Linked DNA regions of Mus musculus: region 2 is linked to region 1. A link is a contact called in public Hi-C data. All regions are on one chromosome and are shown on one strand. Each heading gives the region's core, a stretch centred on a gene start, on an enhancer-like site or on the middle of the called end of the contact. The rest is flanking DNA. Distances are from core to core; before and after follow the strand shown. Region 1 has its middle 11 kb from the start of Gm52681. Region 2 overlaps Hspg2 (perlecan (heparan sulfate proteoglycan 2)).

The links. A called contact is a pair of places that touch in the nucleus more often than the background predicts.
Region 2: a Hi-C map of muscle stem cells shows a contact between it and region 1, with 3 times the contacts expected there. The contact joins two enhancer-like sites. A contact is called at or near these places in 8 of 484 Hi-C or Micro-C datasets (embryonic stem cells, muscle stem cells, myocytes and 3 more) and 1 of 9 other capture datasets (adipose tissue).

The regions. Positions count from the first base shown.
Region 1 is chr4:137,395,219-137,400,254 of GRCm38.p6, forward strand. It overlaps the pseudogene Rpl31-ps10. Among named protein-coding and RNA genes, the nearest start is that of Gm52681, 11 kb to the left of the region's middle. Within about 2 kb of position 1,758, at least 45 of the 459 cell types and tissues checked have an H3K27ac peak or open chromatin away from gene starts, as enhancers often do. A contact at or near this core is called in adipose tissue, muscle stem cells and myocytes, where this site is marked.
Region 2 is chr4:137,498,145-137,503,554 of GRCm38.p6, forward strand. It overlaps Hspg2 (perlecan (heparan sulfate proteoglycan 2)), which reads left to right. Exons shown (of 97, transcript NM_008305.3): 2 at 2,915-3,050; 3 at 4,132-4,176. Among named protein-coding and RNA genes, the nearest start is that of Hspg2, 32 kb to the left of the region's middle. Within about 2 kb of position 2,952, at least 77 of the 459 cell types and tissues checked have an H3K27ac peak or open chromatin away from gene starts, as enhancers often do. A contact at or near this core is called in adipose tissue, muscle stem cells and myocytes, where this site is marked.

The sequences.
Region 1 (5,036 bases), core at 508-3,007:
AAGAGAAAAGAGAGTGAGTATGGCTGCGGGGTCGCGGCTCCGAAATCCGGCGCCATCCGCGCCCGGCGCGGGCAGGCTCGATGGCTCCCGCAAAGAAGGGTGGCGAGAAGAAGAAGGGCCGTTCTGCCATCAACGAGGTGGTGACCCAAGAATACACCATCAACATTCACAAGCGTATCCATGGAGTGGGCTTCAAGAAGAGTGCTCCTTGGGCACTCAAAGAAATTCGGAAGTTTGCCATGAAGGAAATGGGGACACCAGATGTGCTCATTGACACCAGGCTCAATAAAGCCGTCTGGGCCAAGGGAATAAGGAACGTTCCATATCCCATCCGAGTACGCTTGTCCAGAAAACGTAATGAGGATGAGGATTCCCCAAACAAGCTCTACACGCTGGTAACTTACGTGCCTGTTACCACATTCAAAAATCTACAGACGGTCAATGTGGATGAGAACTAACCTGCTCATGTCAAATAAAGTTGCAGAACTGCCAAAAAAAAAAAAAAAAAAAAAAGAAGAGAAAAGAGAAAATGAAAATCTCTTAAAGCAAAACTCTAAACACATAGCCAGTGTTGCTATTCTGAGAGTTTTGGGGAGCGGTAATAGAATTGTTGGATCCTGTTTTAGTCACTGTTCTATGACAGTGAAGAGACACCATGACTAAGGCAACTTACAAAAGGAAGGCATTTTTTAAAATTTTTATTTATATGAGAACACTGCAGCTGTCTTCAAACACACCAGAAGAGGGCATCAGATCCCTTTACAGATGGTTGTGAGCTACCACATGGTTGCTGGGAATTGAACTCAGAACCTCTGGAAGAGCAGTCAGTGCTCTTAACCACTGAGCCATCTCTCCAGCCCCCAAAGGAAAGCATTTAACTGGAGGCCTGCTAACAGTTTTAGAGGGTTAGTCCATGATCATCAGGGTGGGAAGTAGACAGGCATGATGTTGGAGGAGTATCGGGGAGTTTTATGTCCTTATCCATAAGCAGCAGGCGGGGGCAGGGAGGGAGGGAGAGGGCCCAAAGCCCACACCTCCAGTGACATACCTCATCCTACAAGGCCTCACCCCCTAATCCTTCCCAAACAGTTCCACTAACTGGGGATCAAGCATCCAATCCTAGGATTCTGTGGGGGCCATTCCCATTCAAACCCCCAGAGCTCCTTCATGATTGAAAGGATGAATTACTGAGTTGGGTGATTTTAATATGAATATAAACTTCCCATCCTCAGCTGTGGATTAGCAAGCATTACCACCCTGAGCCAACTCTAAAAGGAAAAGAAGTATTGATGCCACATTTTTCATTTCTTCGAACGGCAAATTGTTTCTTTTAATGATTTACAGAATAGAAGCAGAAAAAAAAAAGTTGACATTCTAATCTTGACTCATTAAAAACAGGTTATAAGAGATTTGAATTGTTGAGACTGGGGGAGACTGAAGACCAAGACAGGATTGTTGATGAAATCAAATTCTTGATTGATCCATTTGAAATGTAGGCAATTTCCTAACTCGCTGCTGCCAGTATGTGGTGAGAAATGTGTCTTAGCTGCTCCCAGCCTCCTTTGGGCTGGGTGCGGGTCCCTGGGGCCGCTGCTATGCCAACTGAGGCATTAGCTGTCTCCCTGACCTTTATTTTGAAGTCATTTGGGGGTGTTATCCAAGGACTCTCCTAGGTGGAGGAGGGTCAGCTTTGGCAGCACCTGTGGATGCATTCTGTCAGGCGTCATGGTCTGACTCAGTAAAACTGATTAAGGACGCCCTGACCTGGTTCTCAACTTCCTCAGCTTCACCCTGCCCCCTACCCCGCTGCCTTCTGACTCAGGCCCTTGCCAGACCAGTTGTTGGATTTTTCTTTTTTTTTTTTCCTTAAAGAGCTGGAAGAGGGTTTTTTTTGGGGGGGGGGGGCTTGAGATCCCAGGAATGACTTTAGAAGAAAACTGTGGGGCCGTATTCCATGCGCGCGGGGGCAGTGGATGGGAAGAGGAGGAAGGGGGTGGGAAATGTGAAAAATATTGTCGACACAGTCATCTTGGAGAATTAGGTCATTGGCAGAGCTGACAAACGCTGTCCCACCAGGGAGTCCCAGTTCTGGGAATACAGCCTAGGGAGTTCACACACATGTGCCCCTGAAGATATGTCCAAGGACATCCACCCAAGCACTGCTTGTGACCCCAGAAAGTTGGCCCAGCTTTAAATGCTCATCAAACAAGTCAGGGCAGAGAAAAATAACTTTTGTCTAAGGCATTCACCACAGGCCGGCAGCCATCGGGAGGCCACAATGCGGTGACACTCACTCAGCACAGCCAACAAACAAGTTAAAAGGGCTTTTTGAAAAATCCACTTACTGCCAGGCTGTGGTGGTACACGCCTTTAATCCCATCACTTGGGAGGCAGAGGCAGGCAGATCTCTGAGTTCGGGGCCAGCCTGGTCTGCAGAGAGAGCTCCAGGACAGTCAAGACTACTCAGAGAAGCCCTGTCTCAAAAACCAAAAATAACAACAACAACAACAAAATGATTTACTGTCTTTTATTGTTTAGTGATGCTTTTTTTTTTTTAAATCAAAATTGGTGCCGATTAGGTGTTCAGCTGGTGAAGTGTTTGGCATTCCTGCATGAGGTTCTGAGTTCAGTCCCTGGCACCCACATAAAAAGTTGAGTGTGGTAGTATACATTTATAATCATAGCACTGGGAAGACAGAGAGATGCTGATCTCAGGGTCTCGCTGGCTAAACCAGCTTAGCCTAATTGATGAGTCCTGGGTCCCAGTTTGGAACCCTGTCTCAAAGAACAAACGACAGCCATCGAGATGGCTCAGCAGATAAATATGGGGCTTGCTGTCAAGCTTGCCGACCTATGTTCAGTCCTTAGAACCCACAGATTGGAAGTCAAAAACCCATTTTCAAAGATGGTTCTCTGACCTCCACATGTGTGCTATGTAACTGGCACTCACAGACAGACAGACAGACAGACCTATATAAATAAATGTAACAACAATAACAATAACAAAACAGCAGGTGGATAGTACATTCAAAGTTGACTTCTTTTTTTTTTTTTTTTTAAAGATTTATTTATTTATTATATGTAAGTACACTGTAGCTGTCTTCAGACACTCCAGAAGAGGGAGTCAGATCTCATTACGGATGGTTGTGAGCCACCATGTGGTTGCTGGGATTTGAACTCCGGACCTTCGGAAGAGCAGTCGGGTGCTCTTACCCACTGAGCCATCTCACCAGCCCCTCAAAGTTGACTTCTGCCCTACACACACACACACACACACACACAAGGAAAGAAAGAAAGAAACCCCCCAAACCATATAGTACATTGTCTGTGGATATTTGTAAGTGTGATAAAATGTAGCACCCTAGATTAGAAAGATGAAACCCGGGGGCTGGTGAGATAGCTCAGCAGGTAAGAGCACCCGACTGCTCTTCCAAAGGTCCTGAGTTCAAATCCCAGCAACCACATGGTGGCTCACAACCATCCGTAATGAGATCTGATGCCCTCTTCTGGAGTGTCTGAAGACAGCTATGGTGTACTTAACATATAATAAATAAACAAATCTTTAAAAAAAAAAAAAGAAAGATGAACCCCAAGCTCCTCCGTTAGTTAGGGTAGGTAAAGTCCACACAGCTATAACAAACAATGTCCAGCACTACAGTGGCAGTGACAACTATTTCTTGATTGTGTCCATAAGTATCCATGAGGAGACAACGGTGCTCAGTTTGATGCCTCCTCCTCACTCTGGCACCAGGTTGACCGGCAGCCACTGGCTGCCACGACAGTGAAAAGGAGAGCCTAGCAAGACTCCCCATCTCTCTAAGCTTCATGTCAGCCAAGGGAAAATGTATGGCGAAAGGCCTTCAAGGGAGCAGGGAGCAGGCAAGAGTTATTCTGCTATGTGTCCCAACTCCACCCAAATACTGATGGCCTCTGGGGAGAATAAGGAAGAGTACTGTGGGTTCTCCACCTTAATTACATTAAGTGTGTCACTTGTATGCACTCTCTCTCTCTCTCTCTCTCTGTCTCTCTCTCTTCCCCACCCCCACAAGGGGGATGCATACATGTGTGTGTGCATGTGTGTGTGCATGTATGTGTGCTCTGTATGAGTTCAGTCGTGTATATGCCACAGCACACTTATAGAGAGAGGTCAGTGGACAACCTCAGATGTCAGTCCCCACTTTCTACCTTTTTTTTCTTGTTTTTGACATAAGAGTCACAGGGCTGGAGAGATGACTCAGCGGTAAAGAGCACTGAAAACTCTTGTAGAGGTCCTGAGTTCAATTCCCAGCAAGTACATGGTGGCTCACAACCGTCTGTAATAGGATCTGAAGCCCTCTTCTGGTGTGTCCAAAGACAGCAACAGGGTACACACATACACAAGAAAAAATAAATAAATAAAACAAAGAGCCTCTGTAGCCAAGGCTGCCCAGATACTTGCTATGTAGACCAGGTTGGCTTTCAACTCAAAAAGCTCTGCCTGCCACTGCGTTGTGGTTGAATGAGAAATGTTCCCCACACTGCTCTTCATTTACTCTCTGCTTCCTGCCTACAGTTCAAGCTCTGAGACACCAAAGCTTTTAAATTCAGGCTCCATTTTAGAGAACCTGACGTTAAGTTTAAACTCAGGTAGACTAACAGGCTGGTATCTAACATTAGTTTCCAAGTTGCCCCAGCCCCCAACAGAACCTGAGCCTAGCTCCAGTCTCTAGGCTAATCCCCAACAAGAGTAGAGTTTCCAGGATGCACAAGACCAGTGTCTCCTGGTTATTCCCCCAACAAACCTGCAGACCCAGGTTACAAACCCACCCCCTGCCTATCGACCACCAATGCAGAGGGGAACAGAAGTTAAGTTTATGATCTGACTCCCAGCTCCAGCCAATTATGGTAAAGGCCACAGCAGCTTTCCAAATAGATGCTTACACATGCATTCCCTGCTTGCTGCTTACTATAAAGCCTTGTCCCGATAGAGATTTGGGGCTGTACCACCACCAAAACCATCCTGCGTGACAGCGGTGCATTGGGGGGGGGGGTAAGCT
Region 2 (5,410 bases), core at 1,702-4,201, 100 kb after region 1:
AGTACTGGCTCTGCCTTGACTGTCCCAAGGAAAGGCTAGCCTGGCTAGCACTCAGACTCTTCTACCATCAGGTGTCCAGGCCCACTCTGCTTTTTTTCCAGAGCCTCTTTCCCTCTGGCTCCATTTCCCCTCCCAGATGTGAAACACAGCTGCCTTTGCATAGACAGCTTTTTTTTTTTTGCAAACGAACTCTCTGCCCCTGGCTGTCTTACCTCTCCCTGAGGGCCCTGGCTGCCCCTGTATGCTCCAATACTGGGGAGAGAGCTACAGGCGAGAGCAGCTGCCACCGTCAACCTGGTGTCTAGGGCTGGGGGCCTTCTGACTCAGAGCCCTGTGCCCTTGGCCTTCCTGCAGATGTGTGTTCCTGGCGTGTTTTTTCTTGTTGAATCTCACTTTGCTATTTCCTGTCCGGTTCCAGGCTACTCCCCCACCCCACCCCCTTCCTCTCTACAAGAAGCCCTGGATCTTGCTTAGCAGCAAGAGTTTCCTTTCCAGACAGCAGTGTCTAAGTGGTGCCAGGGATCTGTGCACCTTGTGCTTGGCCCCCATAGCTTTGCTCGAATGGGCACTGGGAGGGTGTGATCATAACACCGTGACTTTTCCTACCTGGAAAGGACCCAAGTATGCCCTTTCTCAAAGCTCCTGTGCCCCTGATCACTGTCCCTGCCCCAACTCTAGCCTCTTAGTCCCCTGGTGTCAATCAAGGCCTGCTCAAGGCTGACCCTCCAGACACCTCTATTCCCAGGCAGGGAAGAACAAGCCTCCAGTCTTGTTCTTAAGTGCGCCTCTCAGAATCTCATGGGTATGCACAGCTCTGTCAAACCTGCAATGAGAAGCTGCCTCCGGGGCTCTGAGAAGGAGCCAGAAATCTGTTTTTCACCTGCCCTTGGGGGGTGGGGGTGGGGTTGTGTTTTGGTGATGGTGGTACTTGGGACCAAACCCAGGGCTTTGCGCCCATGAGGAAGGCAGGTGTTCTATCAGCGAACTACTGAGATACACCCTAGACAGGACACTGGTTTCGAGGCGAGACCTCAATCAGGCCCCTGCTGGCCTTGAACTCATGACCTTCTTGATTTTGCCTCTTGAGTGCTGGTATTACAGGCATGTCATATGTTCTGCTACCACTCCTGGAGAGTCTGAGGTCACATACCTGCATGCATAGGGACATAGTCTGCAAGCCTTTGACTACCACTGTGGACAGGAATGAGCCCCTTATGTGGTCAGGAGATGAGAATCAGGTGGCAGCATGGCTCTTTGGCTATGAGGATCAGACAGTAGGTCACACCATGCTGTCAGGTGAGGGCAGTACAGCTCTTATCCAAGGCTCAGCAGCCGGACAAACACAAAGTGACCACGTGGTGCTCAGTCCCGGACACACACACACACACACACACACACACACACACACACACACACACACATATGATGGCTGTGCCTGGCAGTTAAAATGAGCCTCAGCTCCCGTGTGGATCAACTGGCAGCAGATAAGACAGACCCAGGGATTTTGTGTCTACTTATGGGAACAGGAACATAGGATGGGAGAGAGTGCCACATAGAGTGAAGGAGAGACCAGTGGTTTGCCCATAAGTGTGTGAGTGTGTGTGTGTGTTTGAGATAAGGTCTTAGGTAACCCACACTGACCTCCACTTGGCTGTGCAGCTAAGGTTGACCTCGAACTGATCCTCTTGCCCCTAGCCTAAGTGTTGGGATTATCGGTGTGAGCCGATACACCAGGCTAATTCTGCCTTTTTGTTACTGGGCAGTTAGAGGTGATGGCTAAGTAGATGTAAGGGATAACAAGAGTTGGTTCTAGAAACCAGACAGAAAAGGACATTGCAGCAGAAGGCCCTGGGGGACATGAACTGTATAGAATTGGGGTTTTCACAAGGAACTGTGTCCCTTTGACCAGACACCGGTGGCTGAGCCTCCGCAGTGCCTGAAGCCTTTTCACCAGAATTCTGGATTGTTCTGGGGTCATTGAATACCTGGGCCTGGGGCCTCCCAGCCTTTGGGTTCCCTGGATGTTTTCCTCTTAGTTACCTGGACAACGCCTTTGAAAACATCTAGATATTGTCCAAGTAGATGTAGGCATTCGCAGCCCAGAGCCATTTCTGGGGAAAGCCTGGATCATGGGTCCCTGGACCTCTTGCTTAGCCTTGTGCTGTGCCGCTGCCCCGAACCTCCCCCTCGCTTTCCCAGGACAGATGCCAGAGATGCACTTGAGCTTAGCATTAGCCTGAGGTCGTGGGGAGCTGATGTCTGTCTTGCCTCCGTTTAGACACAAGCATTTAGCTGCGGGGCTTTGCGTGTTCTGAGCAGTGGGATGATTTAGCTGCGGGGCTTTGCGTGTTCTGAGCAGTGGGATGAATTAGCTGCAGGGTTTTACGTGTTCTGAGCAGTGGAATGTGCTGCCTGTGACCAGGCTTGGACACCAGACCTGGTGGTGAAGGCCAAGGGCTTGAGGAGGGAGGAACTGTCACAGAAGTCTACATCAATTCTCTTGCTTCTGCCCTTGTCCCCTCCACACTTAAACTGGCCACTCCTCTACCTGCTCATGTCTTTCCAGGTTACCTAATGTCCCCTTGCCTACTCTCGTGTCCTGGGTGTCCCTTGCCTTCTCCAAAGACAATGAAGCCACCTTTTACCAAATGATCCTCGTTTTGCTGTCTGCTTTCTCCAAAGAGTCCTTGAGAATCTGCACATTAGGCTCTGAGTCCTCCTGGCGTTAGTGGATCTTTGGATAGCTGATTCACAAAAAGTGACTCCTCCTGGTTCTCTTAGCTGTGGTGAATATAGCAACTGTAGGGAGCAATTGGGATGGAATTTGGATCCCCTCTGAAATGAAGAGAAGGGAGGGCCTTAGAGTTTGGCGGTTAACAGGAGAGGGTAATTCATGGGCTGTCATCTCCCATAGGTGACGCATGGGCTGAGGGCCTACGATGGCCTTTCCCTCCCTGAGGACACAGAGACTGTCACAGCGAGCCGGTATGGCTGGACCTACTCATACCTCTCTGATGATGAGGACCTGCTGGCAGATGATGCATCAGGAGGTGAGTCATGTGTTCCCCTACTAGGGATGGAGGGTTTCCAGGAACAGTTCTGGCTGTAGAAAGTCCTATGAAACTCACCCCAGATAGGATCTCAAGAGATGGTCCTACTTAATTCTTGAACTTGGGAGGTGGAGACAGAAGGATCAGGAGTTCCAGGCTAGCCTCCACTATACATGAGTTCGAGACCAGTCTGCCTTAAATGAGACCTTGTCTTAAAAACAACAACAAACCACAAAAGAACAACACATGTGGGGGCTGAAGAAGTGGCTCAGCGGTTAAGAGCACTGACTGCTCTTCCAGAGGTCCTGAGTTCAATTCCTTGCAACCACAAGGAGGCTCACAACCATCTGTCATGGGACCCGATGCCCTCTTCTGGTGTGTCTAAAAACAGCCATAGTGTACTCACATACATTAAATAAATAAATAAATAAATAAATAGACCTTATTTTAAGAACAACACATGCACAAAATAGATTAGGGCTAGCAAGATGGTGCAGTGGGTGCTTGCAGCCAAGTCTCACGACTTCTGTTCAATCTCTATAACTGGCATCGTAGAAGGAAGGACCCAGCTGGGACCTCCATGTGCTCACGGTGGCACACATGTGGTCACAGACATATACCCACTAGAAGAAACAAACAAAAAAAGATGTGTATGTGTATGTCCTGAACGCCTAGCCTCATGATCCCGGTATCGGCCCACCTCTCTGACCATAGGCTGGCCACCACTCCCCTCTGCAGCCTGGGGACAGCAGGACCAAATGGGAAAGTAGTTGACAGTTCACAGTAGGGGACACTTGTCATCCTCTCCACCTTATCTCCTCCTTGTCCCTATTTGTAAGTCAACCTGACCTGGCTCCTCTGCCCCGCCCATTGGACAGACGGTCCCTGGAATTTGGGACCTCAGGCCATACGCTATGATGGAGGCCTCCAAGCTAACTAGGCATGGGGTGTGGGTGGGGTAACTGTCCTGTGTTCTGTGTACACCCTTCACCACTGGGCCAGGAGCTTACAATGCCTGGTACCACGTTGGTGCTCAGTGAGTATTTGTTGTTGCTGAGTTAAGTCTCACTTTTTCTTGCAGATGGCCTCGGCAGCGGAGACGTGGGCAGCGGGGACTTCCAGATGGGTAAGTTGCTCAGGGGATCCCCAGAGCAGGCCTGTTGGTTGCAGAGGTCTCATCTTTTAGCAGAAGCCCCAAGGGACCTGTGGAGATGGTCCCCTTCCTGCCAAATGACACTTGTGTGAGCTGATGGGCCCTAAGCCTCCAGCCTCAGCTCTGCGCGGCTGGCTGCCCTTGGGGTGTGGCCAGCGGCTGGGCTTAGTCCCATCTGGGAGGCACAGGTGTATATCCCGATGCCCAAGGTCTTGATGTGTACGTAGCATATGAGCTCGCCCAGGACTGAAGCCCTTCCTATGTAGGCAGACCTCACTCTTCTCCTAACCTGCCTGTCAGTCTCTCCCCCCAGCTGGGGACCTGCTCTGGTGACTGCGTATTTCTCTACCCCCGTGGTAACTTCTATCCACTTTCTCCTTGACTCCTCAGCTCCATCTGTGCCACTGTCTCTTCCCTCTCCTGCTTTCTCTGTCCTCCCCATCTTTGCCACCGCCTAGACATTTCTCTGCTGTCTGCCTACTCTGGTTTCTGTGTGTCCCTTCCCCAGTGTCTCTGGTTGTCTGTCTCCTTTGCCGGCTCTGCTCTTCCTGTCATCGCTCTGCAGACCTCCCTCCCCACTCATCCTTGACATTCAGTCTTTCTCCCTGTGGTCCTCTGTCCAGCCCACCTTGGCCAAGAGCCACACAGGAGGTCAGAGGCGGCCCTCTCTGAACAGCCAAGTGGAGGCCGGTCCCTGGGCCTCGCCCAGCATGGCTCCAGATTGGAACATAGTGCTGGCGCCCTGCTGTTCCTCCTCTACTGGTGGTGCCCGGGATGCAGCCAGGCTCTCTGGAGTTGGGAGCAGCTTGTCTGAGCCTCTGTACAGGCTGGTGTGCTGTCCAGCTAAGGGCTCCCAACCTGGAGACTCAGCCCAGTCACGATGAGGACTCTGCTAAGCAGGAATGGATACTTGGAGCTGGGGTAGCCTCTAGAGGTTAGGGGTGCATGCCTCTCACTCACCAGGACTCAGGGCAGCATAATCTTCCTCCTCTCCAGCCTCTGATCTCAGTGAATGCTTTAGCTAGGGTCAGGAGGTCAGGTGGGGGAAGCCTGGTCAGGACAGATGCCCAGAGCACCCCCCCTATCCCCTCCCCCAGGCAGCCTTACAGGTCCAGCCATCTCAGTCTGGGTGGGGCCTCGGCACACGCTGCCTACCTACGTGGGGTGCTTGCCCTGCCTTGCCTCTGCCTTGGGACAAGGAGAGGGG